2 separate regions of the Mus musculus genome follow, and region 2 is linked to region 1. A link is a contact called in public HiChIP or PLAC-seq data. All regions are on one chromosome and are shown on one strand. The core of a region is the stretch at or near the end of the contact, and the rest is flanking DNA. Distances in the headings are between cores, read along the strand shown. Region 1 has its middle 260 kb from the start of Mmut. Region 2 holds the start of Opn5 (opsin 5).

The links. HiChIP or PLAC-seq counts read pairs in DNA pulled down with a chosen protein or histone mark.
Region 2: a contact with region 1 is called in an H3K27ac HiChIP or PLAC-seq map of embryonic stem cells, with 6 times the contacts expected there. The contact joins the promoter of Opn5 here to the enhancer-like site in region 1. A contact is called at or near these places in 7 of 39 promoter capture datasets (cranial neural crest, embryonic stem cells, hippocampal neurons and 3 more), 1 of 115 datasets of contacts at active chromatin or transcription factors (embryonic stem cells) and 1 of 9 other capture datasets (adipose tissue).

What each region holds. Positions count from the first base shown.
Region 1 is chr17:41,195,042-41,202,891 of GRCm38.p6, reverse strand. No RefSeq gene overlaps it. Among named protein-coding and RNA genes, the nearest start is that of Mmut, 260 kb to the right of the region's middle. Within about 2 kb of position 3,246, at least 2 of the 459 cell types and tissues checked have an H3K27ac peak or open chromatin away from gene starts, as enhancers often do. A contact at or near this core is called in embryonic stem cells, where this site is marked.
Region 2 is chr17:42,606,254-42,614,103 of GRCm38.p6, reverse strand. It overlaps Opn5 (opsin 5), which reads left to right and starts at 2,791. Exons shown (of 7, transcript NM_181753.4): 1 at 2,791-2,924; 2 at 6,865-6,984. The coding sequence starts at 2,795.

The DNA.
Region 1 (7,850 bases), core at 1,997-4,496:
ACATAAAAGAATGGGCAACAGAACAAAAATTAAAATTCATTTATTCATGTAAAGGTTGTCCATAGATGGTGTTCATTAACTAAACAAATAACTATTATAAGAATAAATCAAAATTCATTTGGGGAAAAAATAAATCTATTAATAATACAAATGGTAGGGTCTTTTTTCCTCACATAAGCTAAGGAATTTTAAAGACAAATCTATGTCACATCAGTCCTATGGTATAAAAATCATTATTACCTTTGTTTCATATATAAGGTCACAGAGAAGGTGGTCCACATAAGGTCAGCTAGTTAGTAAGTGATGTGTCTTGATCTTTGCATGGAACTCTATCTAAGAGCTAGTACAGCACACAGCTCTGAATCAAGGTGAAAATGTGACTGAGGAGGTATCTTTTTTTTTAATTTCAGATGGATTATGTTGCATTTCTCATTTAGAGCTGCTATTCTTGAAGAAGTTAAGCCTCAGAGTCTTTCATTTTGAAGTGACAAATTAACTTGTCTTCTAGGCATTTAGGATGGTACAACTCTGTATCATCTTGGAGAAAGCTGAGAAGACACTCAGAACATCCTGAATAATAATGTTCACACAATTCACTGAGAAATGTTGCACAGTCTTATAAATGAATTCCTAATTACAATTTATCTTTTCACTAATGCATGCCAGAAATCGTTTAGAAACAAATAACACAAAGTCAAAGGAAAATAAAAATTAATAAATATTTAATTCATACATCAGGGATGAACACAGTTATTCATCGTACAGTTTTCTCTTAATAAACTTTCTCTATGTTTATCACAGTGCATGTGTCCTTTTTCAAATCCTTTGTTTGTAGAAACTAGAACCCTGAAAAATCTCTGTGGGGTACTGTCCAAATCCAGTTCTACACCTATGACAGTGAGTCTCATTCAGAGACAGCCTTAACATAATTTTCAACAAAATTATTAGTAAGTGCTGACCAAACTTCCTCTGAAATTTTATTACTTAAGTAGGGTATTTCTAGGACTTTTGCCAACCTCTGTTCTTCAGAAACACAAGGAAGCATCATTCAGATGATCTCTTTACTTGTAGAACTGTATTAATGATGTAGGGAACTGCTGGGCTACAGAGGTAGGCCTTCAGAGCCCCCTTTCTGGACCTTCATGGAGGAAAGGGAGGAAATGCAGGACTACAAGGGATCAAACTTCTTCCTGCCACCCTTTTATTTTATTTTTTTTATAAAGGCATTAATCTATTCTATGCACTAAGGGCAGAGTCCTCCTCACCTAAAAATATCCCATCAGGTCTTATCTCCCATACCTGTAGCCCTAAAGGGTAGATTTTCAACACAAGAATTCTAACATTACTATCATACCAAGAACATTTGCATAATGCTTTTATGATAAAATAATAGATATTCTCTTGATCAAATCAACTGCAAGTTGTGCAAGGGAATAATGAAGGGTGCCCTGCATGCCCAAAGGCATGAGTGCTGCTTCACTGGTAGACAGGAACAGTTGTAAGCCTTACTTCCAGCTGTCTCTTCAGCTTCATTCTCCTGCTCCATGGTAGCGCCGATCACAGAAGTACTGACTAGGCAAGGAGAAGAATTGTGTGTTACCATGTGAAAAATGCCTTCATGTTTAGTGATGTACCTGTAGCAGCAAACCTCTGAAGGCTGTCATACATCAGTGAACACGCTTGGAATCTCCTAGGGGAAGTCTAATAGTTGACGAGCTAAACTGAATCTTCTAGACCCACAGGAGATGAACAGCTGTTTTAATCTATGTAACCCCTGAAGCAGGACTTCTCTATTTGTGCCAAATGGCAACTTTGCAGAGAAAGCTGTTTCCAAGGGTCAGTAGGGAAAAGTTATTATGGAAATGGCTATTTGAAAAAAAAAAATAAGGCCAAGATGCTGTCAGAAAATGCAAGAAAGTCTCAGCTTAGTAGTAGTGAAACTATTATTTTTACATTTTGTTCATTCGGGATTTGTTACTTTACACTTAGTTATTTTACATTAAAATGCAAATGCTCAGTGTGCACCATGTGGATTGTGACTATTCTTCAGCCATCTGTTTGAATTCTAAGGATACCACCTTGTTTTGTCCTTTCTAATTCCACCAAGACTACTTTGAGCCAGAGCACCATGATCTTTCTTCTTCATTCAGTGAACTTTCAGAGGGAATGTTTGTTGTTGCCCACGCTTACCCATGATCCTTTATGCCATTAATAGAAATTTTACATTGTACTCCGTGTTTTCAGTAGTTCAGTTTCAAACTAGAAGACAACTCTGGGTAAACAAAGAAAACAGTATTCCCTTTTTCCTGATCCAGCCTCTAGGGCTGCTGGTGAGTTTCAGAAGATATGTGTGAGAGAGGTGAGATAGCTCAGCAACTAGAGGTGCTTGCCACCAAACATCATAACTTCAGTTTTATTCTGGGGATCCATATAGAAGATAAGACAATCATCTCACTTAGGTTGTACCATGAGATCACCATGGGCCTCATACAATGCACATGCAAACAAATCATACATGTATACCAACAGGTCTAGAGAGGTGAGAAATGGTAAATAAAGAGACAAAAGTCTCTACAAAGAAAATACTTGGGGCCCCCCACTAGTTCTATTCAGGTTTCCTTCCTTCCTAGCAAGACATTGGGAATGTGTCAATACATGGATGCTGATTCTCAGTGCTACCTGAGAACCTTTATGACTAAAGAAATTCTTTTTCCCATAATTGTTTCTACCCATATAGAGAATATTTATGCATAAACGTTATTACAGAATTCTGCTTTTCTTTCCAAGTCTTATATCATTAAATAGATTCTATGCCTTGTGTTTTATTCCTCCCATATTAACTCTACCTGTCTATGAATGTCCTACTTGACATGTTCAGTTGTTTAGATTTCGACCCTCACCTGAATCACCCTCACCTCTTGTCTTTAGGCAGTTCCATGTGTGTTTCTAACTCATAAGTAAAAAGGTGTCAGAATTATCATGTTAAGTTGTTGTGTTGAACCCTGACTCACAAAGAGATTCTGTTTTCCTACAAAAAGCTTCACAATTAAAAGCTTAGAGTCATGTGTTTAGAATTTAGGGTGCTCAATTTCTACCATCAATCTGCCTCCATAAATTTCCTTCACACTGCTCCATTTTCTGTTTACCCAGTTCTTGATTCATTCTCTTATTTCTCCTCAGATACAGTAAAGTAACTCACTGTAGCCTCCCCTCCCAACCTGAAGCTGGCTGAACCAGACCTCGACTTTGCTGCCACTAAAGAGATTACCTAGGGTGGAGCCTTCCTCCCTAGATCACTCTATTGTTCAGCCACTGTCGCTGCTGCTACCTGCTGGGAGTTGGCCTAGCTATTCTGGAGACTACATCCTATCCTTCATGTGGTCACCTGCAGCTGGGCTCCAAGGATGAATTGGCAGGAATGGGCCTCCCCCCTCCTTTATAAAGCGTGTCCGCCATTAAACATTTGAACCTTGAACAGACTAGTTGTCTTGGTTCCATTATTTCTTGACCAGCCTAGGTCCGCTCTTCTCTTTCAGCTCCAGGCTGCCTCCCAGGCTCGAACCTGGACATGAGAGTTGCAGGCCGGCCCCAACAACTCACACTTTTTTCTTGATCATTTTCCTATCTCTCCTTACTAAAGACTTTCCCTTCTTAATGCTTTTCAAAGCAGGCAGTCTGAATTGACCTCCAATTTAAATAGGAATCATATTCTATGATGCTACTGAATATACAGAATAAATCTTAATATTTGCTTTTAAATAAGCTGTTTGGAAGTTTCAAGTGGTTTCTTCTAAAAGTACATTTAAAAAAATCTTCTACTAGATTCCTTCTTGCTAAAGAATAAAAGCATTAACTTGTTTTGACTCAATGTTCTAGAATGAAGATTACATATGTAGAAACTCCAATATGGTTCGATTTCATCTGTACTCCAGTTCTAAATTGCCTCAGGTTGGGAAAATGATTCTATATGCATAAAAGAGATAACATGAAACATCAAAAGAGAATAGTAGCCGGGTGGTGGTGGCACACACTTTAATCCCAGCACTTGGGAGGCAGAGGCAGGTGGATTTCTGAGTTCGAGGCCAGCCTGATCTACAGAGTGAGTTCCAGGACAGCCAGGGCTACACAGAGAAACCCTGTCTTGAAAAACCAAAGAGAGAGAGAGAGAGAGAGAGAGAGAGAGAGAGAGAGAGAGATAATAGTTTTTAACTCAGCTGTCTGCTTAAGTCATGACCACAGACATCCATTTCTATGTACAGTCATAAAATACTGTTTATACAGAATATAAACAGTATTTCTTCCCAGACTTCAACAATTGACTGGCTCAGAGGAACTGATAAAGACTAGTTTGTGAATTTCCTGAAAAGATAGAAAAGTGTTCGCTTTTCAGTTATTCGAATTGTTTCTAAATTAGGCTGAATAAAAACTTTGGAAATAAAATTATAAAGCAACAAAATATTAATTGCCTTGATTTGATCAACTCATACTATATTCAGTGATCGAAATATTTTACAGACCATCATAATCTGCTCAGTTATGTGGCAGCCAAAAACTTCTAAAATTCTAATAAGATAAAATGCTTACAGCATTTATTTGACTCTTTCACACTCTATACACATAGCAACTTGTCATACTGTATCCCCAAACAATGATTTATAATTATTTCTTAAGGCCCTATTATCAAAAATATAAATAAATATTTGTGTGTCAATATGAATAATTGTTTAAATATGTATGGAACAAACACATTGACTTAATGTCTCAGGTTATTACCAGAATTAGCTTGAAGTTTTCTTTCTTTTCTGATAATTCTTTTGCTTTCCCTTAATTACTAGTGGCATCTCTATGACAGCAGGCGTTTAGTTCCCTAACAGTATAAATTAATTAATGTTTGGATTGATTCAAATGGTGATATTGGGCTGAGAATATTGCTCAATCCACAAAATGCTTTTCACACAACCATTAGGGGTTATTTGGATCCCCAGCTCCCGGGTAAAATGCAAGACCTAGCAGAGCATGTCTGTAATCCTTATACTGACCTAGCAAGACCTAGCAGAGCATGTCTGTAATCCTTATACTGGGAGGTAGAGCAGGAAGAGTCCTGGAGCTCCCGGGCCAGCTCTTACCTAATCACCTATCTTCAGATACAGTGGGAGATCCTCTCCCAAACAATTAAATGAAGAGTCATAAGATATTGCTCCCTGGCCCATATGTGTATACACACACACACACACACACACACACACACACACACTTGTACATATATGGACACTGACACATGCACATAACACACATACTCACACACATACACACACACACTTTTGTACATATATGAACACTGATACATGCACATAACACACACACATATATAAACACACCCACATACACAAACTCATACACCCATACACACACTCACACACTCAAACACACAATGACACACACATTCATATATACACATACACACACTCACACACATATACACACATTGACACTCATACACAATACACACATTCACACACACATATTCACATTCACACTCACACACACATACACATATTCAGACACACATACTCACACTTACACATTCACATACACATATACACACATTCTCATAGATAGACACACATTCACACTCACACACACATACACACACATTCACACACAAACACACACCCACAGAGTCTACAGCAATGTCCCCTCTTGCCTCCTGTACTCAGTGAGTCACCAGCTGATTCCATGACAACGAGGAGCACCAGAGACATTAAAGACAATCCAAAATTAGAAAAATAGATAAGTGATAAACATAAACTAAATATGTTGAGGCTGTTTTCCTGGTAATGTACTGAGAGCTGATGTATACTCGTTTAGATAATACAATAACAAACAATAACCCAGCAGGCAGCAGGAAAGCAAATGTCACTATTGGAGGTCAGGACAAAAAGAGATATTACCCAGAGTTAAGTGTCTATTTTCTCTGAATAAATAACAGCTGTCTCTAATGTTTTAAGAGATAAAATAAACATACAGGAATATGAAACCGTAATGAGTTCTGACAATAAACGAAAGTGGAAAGCATATAAAAGGGCAAATACAAGCACCCTGTCTAATGAAAGATAGATTATTGTAGAGAAAAATATCCTAGTTCCTGTAGATCATATTTCATATAAAACACAATAAAATGGCAACAAAACAGATTAGTGTTCTTTTTATATTTTCCTTTTTATTGCTTCTTTGTGTACCCCAGTCCCACTCATCTCTCTGTCTTTTTGTACCATCCTTCTGCCCTTACAACCTCCACTCCCACCAGAAGAAAAAAATCTCATTGAGGAATTTGTACTATGTCACAATGAGTCCACAGTATACCCTTTTGTCCACACTTCTTTACTTGCAAATGTCCATTGCAATAAGTAAGTCATTGGTCTGGTTCAAGGCCTCTGGCTTCTGCTCCATTATCTATACTGGATCCTCGCTGGGCCTACTCTTGAATTCTCTGTTGTTGCCCTGTATCCTGGAGATCCTACAGCTTTGGATCTGTAGGACGGGCTCCTTCCAATATCCAAGCCAGCAGGGCCAGCTCTACAGTGCTACCCAGATGAGGTACAGGGCCTGCTCTCTTGAATACTGAACCAGGTGAGAAGCAGTGCCAACTCTCCTGCTCTCGTGACCCTGGAGCCAGTTCTCCCGCCTGATTCAAGTGGGCAGTGGTAAGGAGGGAAGAGAGGCATCGCCCCACCCATTCACACCACCATTAGGAAAATGAGTGGCAGGTCCAGCTCCCTTACTTTCACAATCTCAATGCCTGTTGATCTGTAATCCCTTCAAGCAGGAACAGCTCTGCGGAGCCAGGTGTAGAGTCCATCTTCTGAATCCTGAAGCTGGTGAGAGGTACAGCCAGCTCTCTTGCTCTCAAGTCTTCAGCGTCAACCCTCCCATGATGCTCAGGTAAGGGGTGGGGCAAGTTCTAAGTTCTACACAGTCTTCAGATATCAACATGTTCCCGGGTGGCAGCTAGGACCAGGGATGTCTGTCTGCCTTTGGTGATAACGGATTGTACCACTGACAAGGCCCAAGCCAGGACCTCAACATGCATAGTCTCAGATGGCATTGCTGGCCACTCACATCAGATTGTTCCCCACTACCCTCGAATCTCCAGTTCCATCTCTCTTCATTGTGTACGAATCTTTTTGCTTACCCTTCTCTTCCACTTCTCCACTACTTACTTGCTCATCTTAGTGGTGCTTAGGGCATTTGGGTGAATGGGGTTATCCCTAGAGTGTGTGCCCTGCCCATGCCATGTAGCACTCATCTGGGGGTAGTCTCAGGCTTACTTCACCCTCTGGCCCTTGTGGCACCAGCATGTCTCCAGTATTGACCTTTCTCAAGCTCCTTTGTCTGCATGAAGATGGGGATGCTTTTCCAACCCAACCCGGCATGGTGTCAGCTTCCTTAGTTTGCTCCCTTCTGAATATCCCTAGCTGGGGCCTCATTCCTCTCTTCCTCGAATACTGGTTCTACACACACACACACACACACACACACACACACACACACTGTCATGGAAGGAAGATTAGGGAAAAAGGCAAGTTAGAAATAAGGAAAATACAATGAAATGAGAAACTACTAGTGAAACACTCTTGAGTTGTTGTTGCTTGTGTCATCAAGCACCTCATGACTCATTCATTTTTAGAATGCTCTAAGCAATGCAGAAAAATCACGAAATCAGAATTAGAAAGAGTTAAAATTCTGCAAATCAGGCAGAACTACCTTTACATCTATGTCTTACAGATTAGGAACTGGAGAGACAGCTAAGTGTAATAAAACGCCTGCCATGCGAGCATGAGGACCTGAGC
Region 2 (7,850 bases), core at 1,542-4,041, 1.4 Mb before region 1:
ACCTCTCTGGTTCACTCAATTCTATCCCCAATTCTTCCACAAGATGCCCCCAGCACCACATAAATTACCGTGCAAGTGTGAGGAGACAGGAACACCAGTGGGAGCTGGCTGTCAAGACTTGTGATCTATGAAAGCTTGGGTATTGATCAGAAGTCATTACCTGGAGAAAAACACTGAGGACGATCACCAACATCAACCTCTGGCCTCCATATGTACACCCCACACATGTGTCCCCATGCTGCAAACATGCCAGTCACACATACGGTAAAACCGAAAAAAAGGAAAAGAAATTCACTATCTCGTTGCTAATGAACACGGGGGACCTGTAAGATGTGACTTTTCAGAAATTGCCGTAGATCAGAATTTTTAAGATCTGATGCGGGAGTGCCAAACCTGCCTCAGCTTCATCTCATGTTTCTGCATCTAAGAGGCCAGACAGCCAGAGTGCTTGGGGACCTTGTGATGACAGACTTGACCAGAATAAGGGGGAATCAGGAGCTTGACCGTTAAAAGAAATCCTCTGGATGGGCAGGGCTTGAGATGGAGTGGGCTTGGCAGCCAGGTTCCTATACAGCTAGCTTTCTGTAACTAATTGGGAAGAATGGGAATGGATATTCATTGCAGAGTGTCCTCAAACTGTAAGTAACTTCTGCCAAATGCCATTTCTCACTGAAAAGCCTTGCGCGGGCTGTAAACTGTCTGCCAGAAAGGGGTTAAATCTGTCCTTTTATAGAAACTGAAAGCACCTCTGTGACACCTACTGATTGCCTGTCTCCTTGTGTGAGGCTAACACAACTCTGGAGAGTTGATTCCTTTTACTTCCAATGTCTCAGAGGGCTGAACAGTGCCATCTACTGGTTCAGTTTGAAATGAGCTGGTTCAAAGTATTTCTCCTTTAATACCAAGAAGTAGCTACTGCCTCACTGGATGTCATGTTCTCAGCAATGTGTGTCACTTCCCAGAAGCACAGGCTCCTCCCTTACTAGGGAGAGGCAGCACGGGACTTGGGTTTCTGCAGAGTGTCACTTAAAGGTTTTGTTGTTGTTGTGGTTCGTTTTGTAAACCTTTCAAAATCAAAACTCAAAAGAAATAGCACAGAATTCTGCGTGCTTTAAGAGTTTCTCATTGCTTAGGATTTTATCCTGGCGTTGAAGGAATGTGGCTGAAATAAGCTGTTCTCTGCTTTAAGAAACTCTAAACCTTCCCATGGCTAGCCTTGTATACTTTAATCAAGGCCCAATTATTTTCTAAATAGCCCATTTTTTTCCCTAAGATTTATTTTACTTTTAAGTGTATGAGTATGTGTATTGAGTGTGTGTGAGCATGTGTGTATGTAAGTATGTATGTATGTATGTATGTGTCTTTCTGTGTATGTATGAGTGTGTCTCTGTGTGTATCTGTGTATATCTATGTGTGAGTATGTCTCTGTGAGTGTGTGAGTATATGTATTCGTACATGGGTGTACCTATGTATGTGTGTATATCCTGTGTGTACATGTGTGACTGTGTCTCTGTATGCATGTGTGTCTGCATATTTATCTGTGCATGCATGTGTGTGAGTGTCTCTCTGTGGTGTGTGTGTATGTGTGTGTGTGTGTGGTAAGTGCCAATGCCTAAAGTCAGAGGTGCCAGACCCTCCTGGAGCTGTAGATACAGGTGGCTGTGAGCCACCCAGTCTGGGTTCTGGGGCAAACTCAGCTCCTCTGTAAGCATGTTGTGTTCTCTTAGTCACTGATACAGCTCTCCAGTCCTTAATTATTTTTTAAAAAAGATTTGTTTATTTATTTTATGCACGCGAGTACGCTGTTGTTCTCTTCAAACACACCAGACAAAGGCATTGGATCCCACGACGGATTGATTGGTTATGTAGTTGTTGGGAATTGAACTCAGGACCTATGGAAGAGCAGCCAGTGTTCTTATCCACTGAGCCATCTTCCCAGCCCCCAGCCCTTAGTTATATACATACATACACACAGACACAGACACAAACACACACACACACACAAACATTTATTCTTTGAGAATTTTTTCATTTTTTTTAAACACACTAAGTCTAATTTGTGTTGCCCATTGTGTTGAGTTTAAGTTGCAGGACCACTTACTGGACCATAATTAACCTACCAGAGGCCACATCCCCAAAGAAAACTGACTCTCCTTCCTATCGAAGCAGATAACTGCTCCTTAGCTATGGATGGAAGCTGGTGTGCCCCTCCCCTTCCCCACTCATCAACAGCCTTAAATCTTAGGTTAACCCTGTCAATCTCTGACCTCTTAGCTTCATTTCATGAAGTGTCCATGTCCGTGTGCCCTGAACACTCTTTCTTTCCTTAGCTCACCATGCCTGTTAAGAATGGAGAAAGCTTGGGCTATCTTGGGATGCTGTGTTCTGGCAAGTCAGTGTGCAGTGTCCACATTTCTCACTGTGGGTTTTCTTACGTCAGAGCTCTACAAAGTTTGCTAGGGAGCAATAGGACAAACTAGTTTTCAACCTTTTATTCACTGGGGGAGGTGTGAAAAGCCGCAGAGGCAGCCTGAGGAGAAGATGCAGGCTTGTCTAGACTGCAAATTGAACAACTGCGTGTTGGTGTATTTACGTCATTTAAGAAAAAAACAAAACAAAACAAAACAACGGTGAACATCTCTCCACTAGGTACCAATCACCTGTGGGACCCTGGAGTTTGCCTTTTGTTTTATGGAAAGAGATGCATTTGTGAGCGGATTCACGGACTTGTTATTCCGTCTGTTGAGATCTCTGCTGATTTGCTTCACAGACTCCTGGGGGGTGTGAGACCAGCATGGCCTTGAACCACACTGCCCTACCTCAGGATGAGCGCCTGCCCCACTATCTTCGAGACGAGGACCCTTTTGCTTCCAAACTTTCCTGGGAAGCGGATTTAGTGGCTGGCTTTTACCTAACAATAATCGGTAAGCTTCCTTAATGCTTCTGTGTCAGAGGCTGCATTGAGAGAATTCATAGGCTGTATTGATTTTGCACAAATGATTCTGATAAGTACGTGGGTATTAGCAGAGGTGGAGAAGGTGAATTGGCATTGTGACAGTCAATCAATGTTTCATAAAAAAATGACTGTTGCTCTCATTAGGGATAAATATTCTATTAATAATCCAAAGAACATTCATAGTGAATTCTTTATCTCAAAGCTACTTCATTTGGTCACTTGATTACTAGGTTTGATTTCTGGCTATCAAAAGAGTGATAATTGATAATTTTTCTGTTTTAAAAAGAATGGCTCTTAGACACCATCTACTTTAGCTTCATTTTCTCATAAATGAGGGAACTCTGGCCCAATATAACAGTGACAGTGAACACTGCTTTATAAGTTGCACCTCAGTCCTATGAAGATAAAAATTATTCTGGTGATCAATGAAATTCCACACTTTGGTGAAAAGAGTTTTTGTGTATAACTCACACAGGGTTGAATCTGCCTTATGTTAGACTGTATTGTTCAAACTGGCAGCCACCCATGGCTCCTGAGTGGACAAACTGTTACCTTTCAAATGAGCAGATTGTAGTGAAAATGCACGCCTCCTATTGAAGGCTTAGTACTTGGAAAATAATGTACAAACATCTTACTGATATTTTGAAATATGAAATGTCCATTGAACTCATAATTTCTGGATTATGAGTTTATGGATTAGATTTATACATAATTTATGGATTAGTAGATTAAGTATTAAATTATTAAAACTAATTTTCTTTTGTGCTTTTATGCTGCTTAATGTGGCTACCAGAAAAAAAACCCAGCAACATATGTATAGCTCACATTTCTGGTTTATATTTCTACTGAATTGCACAATGCAATTTTGCACCAATGACATTTTGTCTGGGCGTGGTGGCATGTTTTTTAACCCTAGCATTTGAGAGTCAGAGGCAGGCAGATCTCTATGAACTCCAGGCCAAACTGGTCTACATAAAATTCCGGGCCAGCCAGGGCTAAATTGTAGCACTGTCTTTAAATATTTACCACATTTCTTTAATTTAAAGTTGCTATATTAAATTTGGGTGAGCTGCGTGCAGGTGGGTTCTATCTTTAGGTTTATGTGTCTTTAATATTTCAGATGTTGGTTCCAGCCTGCTTTCTCAACCTTTCTTTCTCTCCCTCCTTTCTTTGTTTCTTCCACTCTCCCTCCCTCCCTTTTTCTCTTCCCCTCCCTCTCTCATCTGTTTATGACTGGTGAAGAATTTCATGTAATTCCTGAAATTGGAAAAAAAAACACACTAGAATGTTCCATAGATCCCTCTATGGTCAGTGCTTGAGGCAGAAAGAACTTATGAGATTAAATCATATGCTCTGTTGCAAAATAATTTCAAGGATCCTCGTATTTACTGTGAGCATTTGACTACTTTTCATTTTAATTGAAATTTGGCCTTTTGAACACAAATATATGAAGTATCCACTCTTTGCTACGCTTAAAGCGAGAGTGCCTCAGAATAAACTCCACACCATGTCTTCCTAAACTCAGTGATCAGGAAAGGCAGACAAAGAATCATTTCACAAATTAGAATTATTTGTTCCAGTCAGTTGCAAGGGATGCTTTGAAAATAGTGTCTTTAACCAGATCAATGGCTCTAGGCGATCTAACCGTGGGAGAACGATTAGCCCATTCCCTTCCTACTTTGAAGGATTTTTAGCAAGAGAGTGCAGCAGTGTTGGTGGGAAATGAGAAAAGTTCTCATTTCATGCATGTTGAGTGCAAGGGAGTCAAGATCAGACTTAAGTGCTGGAGTGGAGCTTAAAACTTAGGTGTTGGAAAGGAAGTCCCCAAGCTAAGGGAGTACTAGGTGAATTGAAGTCACAGAAAAATCATTTGGGGTGAGTGAGGAAGGGTGGGTTTGGATGAGAATGGAGGGGCTTATACTCTTTCTAGACCCATGTCTGCTTGTCACTTGTTTAGATCCTTTTTAAGGAGCCCGAGTGGACAAAGCAACATTCTTGGTCATCTTTGTTAAATACTAGGAATCTTCGGGGAAACTGAAGAATGAGAATAGAAACCCCAGATTGATATGCAGGAGAAATAAATGTGAGGCCCGTTTGCCACTCTCTTCTCTCCATGTTAAAACCTGTTTTACTAACTGCCTAAGAGGAAGGCTTTTCAGCCCGTCTATACACAAAAGGTACAGGATTTTGATGATCCAAAAAAAAAAAAAAAAAAAAAAAAAAAAAAGACCACCCCCTAGTCTCTATCTTCATAATTTTGTTTTCCTTAGTCTTAAAAATAAATCTGATGTCTCATTATGCTCATCTGCAGACAAGGTTGCTCACGGAAACAACTGAGCATAGCATTAATAGAGTTCACTATTTTTAAAATCATGACGGGCACTGGGTGAAACCCTATGAAATAGGGTTAGTAAAAAGTTTAAGAAAATGAGAGTAAGAAATAATCTCAAGAGATGCTGGCAGGCAAAGGGTGTTAGAGGAACTTTCTGGATTGACTGCATGCGAATACTTAACTGTTCCCCCCCCCCTTTTTTTTTGGCTATGACAAAGATGGAATTTGTTTTACTATTTTTGAGCTGCGTTTTTTGCACTTTTCTTTCCCAGTGTGCCTTGCTAGATGGCTTCTTATTAGGAGTTGCCTTTTATCCCCTCTGCTCTAGGACTGCACAATCCCTTCAGTCTCCCCTCCCCCATTTGCTTTAAGAAAGCTAAAGAGGCTTTCATGGACCATTAAGCATCTTTGGCTCCAGAGAGTCAGCATTCCCTAAAAAGCACCATGCAGTCAGATCCGGTGGTTTTATGCCATCAGCAGAGACACACATTTTTTTTTTCCCCTTGCCCCCTCAAATGAATTGTGGTGGAGGAAGTAAAGTAGAAATTTAAACAGAAAACGCTGGGTCTCTCCTGTTAATACTTTCCTTATTCCTTACCACTGAAGGCAGCTGTACCAGATTCTCATTTATACACAGCTACACTATGAAGCAAGAATTCCTGAGGAAATCTACTCTACATGTTAAGCTATGGAAGTAGGTGTATTCTTTTCTTAAATACAGTCAGTAGATAATGGGTCTAATTTTTGGATTTTTAAAAACTGGGCTTGTAAGAACTTGTGAACAGTTTCATTGTAATATCCAAAACCAACTTGCCATTAATAAAAGAACATTCAAACTTGGGAACACATGTATGTCGTTGTTGTCAGGTCTGGTGGGTTGAGGGTCACTTTCTCTCTCCTTGGTGGGAGGGGAATGTTGTCAGTGGTTACACACTTACCCTTGACAGCTAGTCCAGGGGTAGCTGAAGGCATCCATGGTCCAGATAGTGAGGGTCCATTCCACCGCAGGAATCTAAGTCCTGGGGCCTGTGTTGAGGACATGACCCCTTCCTTGCAAGGAAGCCACCTCTGACCACACCTCTCCCACATGCCAGTGCTCCTATGTGAGCCCACAGGGGCACTGAAGTCACCTCTCTTGGTTGACTTTATCTTCAAGATTTTTATAAAAAGCTAAGGGGTTGATTCCACTTATTCAAGGGAGGGAGTCATATAAAGCCAATACTTTATAAAAATGGCGAGGAAAACACTCTGCCCTGGGGGCCGGTACAAGAACTGACCATTGGGATTCCCACATCATCCTGAGCCTAACCGAGAAGCTAGTGGTTCCCTTGTCTGGGTAAGTTCAGTCCTGTAATTCCCCATTCCTACCCCTTCTGAGGCGACCCATCCCTTGCCTGTCACTCACAATCCATGCTTTTATTTCATCTTCTCAACTTAGATTTTTATCTAGTGTCCTGTCATTACCCTCTAAATCCGTGGAGTTCATTGTTTTTTTGTTTTTTAATGTGAAGTGTTTCATCTGCAAATGAATGCTCATGCTCACTTTAATGATGGGACATTTTATTCTTCTTTGTAGGGATTCTCTCTACATTTGGAAATGGGTATGTCCTTTATATGTCTTCTAGACGCAAGAAGAAGCTGAGACCTGCGGAAATAATGACTATCAATTTAGCAGTCTGTGATCTGGGGATATCAGGTAATTCAGCCACGCTGCTCCTTCTTTGTGGGTTTAAGGTATTAGCCATTCTAAATCCCTCACTGGCTCAGAGCTCACTTTCTTACCTCCTGCTTCTTCCCAAAGCATCTTTGCAGTGTTTGTAGCCAGTCAATAAAACATCTGCTAAAGAGATCAGCTAACATTCTTTTTTACTTATTAATATATTTAATTTTATTTAATAACATATTTATTAAGAGGTTGTTTATCATTTTTGGTTAGGCATGGGGCTTCTCCCTAGAAAACTGGGACAGCCCCCCCCTCCCCAAAGCTATTTCAAATTGATACCTGGAGGGGAAAAGAAAAGACTAAGTTTTCTCCAGTGGAGTGCCACACTCCAGGGTGGGCAGGCCCTGTGATCAAGAATAGTTAGTTAGCCAAAGCCAAACAAACTCCATGTTTTTTGGTAAGCTTATTTATTTATTTATTTATTTATTTATTTATTTATTTAGTCTTATCGGTTTTCTGTTTGTTTGGTTTTCATTTCATTTCATTCTTCTTTCGTGTGTCTTCTTCTTCTTCTTCTTCTTCTTCTTCTTCTTCTTCTTCTTCTTCTTCTTCTTCTTCTTCTTCTTCTTCTTCTTTTTTTTTTTTTTTGAGACAGGGTTTCTCCGTGTAGCCCTGGCTGTCCTGGAACTCACTCAGCCAGGCAGGCCTCGAACTAAGAAATCTGCCTGCCTCTGCCTCCCGAGTGCTGGGATTAAAGGCATGTGCCACCATGCCCGGCTTGTGTTTGCTTCTTTTTAGAGAGAGAAAAAGCTGGTGGGTAGGGAGGTAGAGAGTATTTGGGAGGAGTTGGAAAAACAATGATCAAAATATATTGTATGAGAGAAGTTTTCTATTTTTTA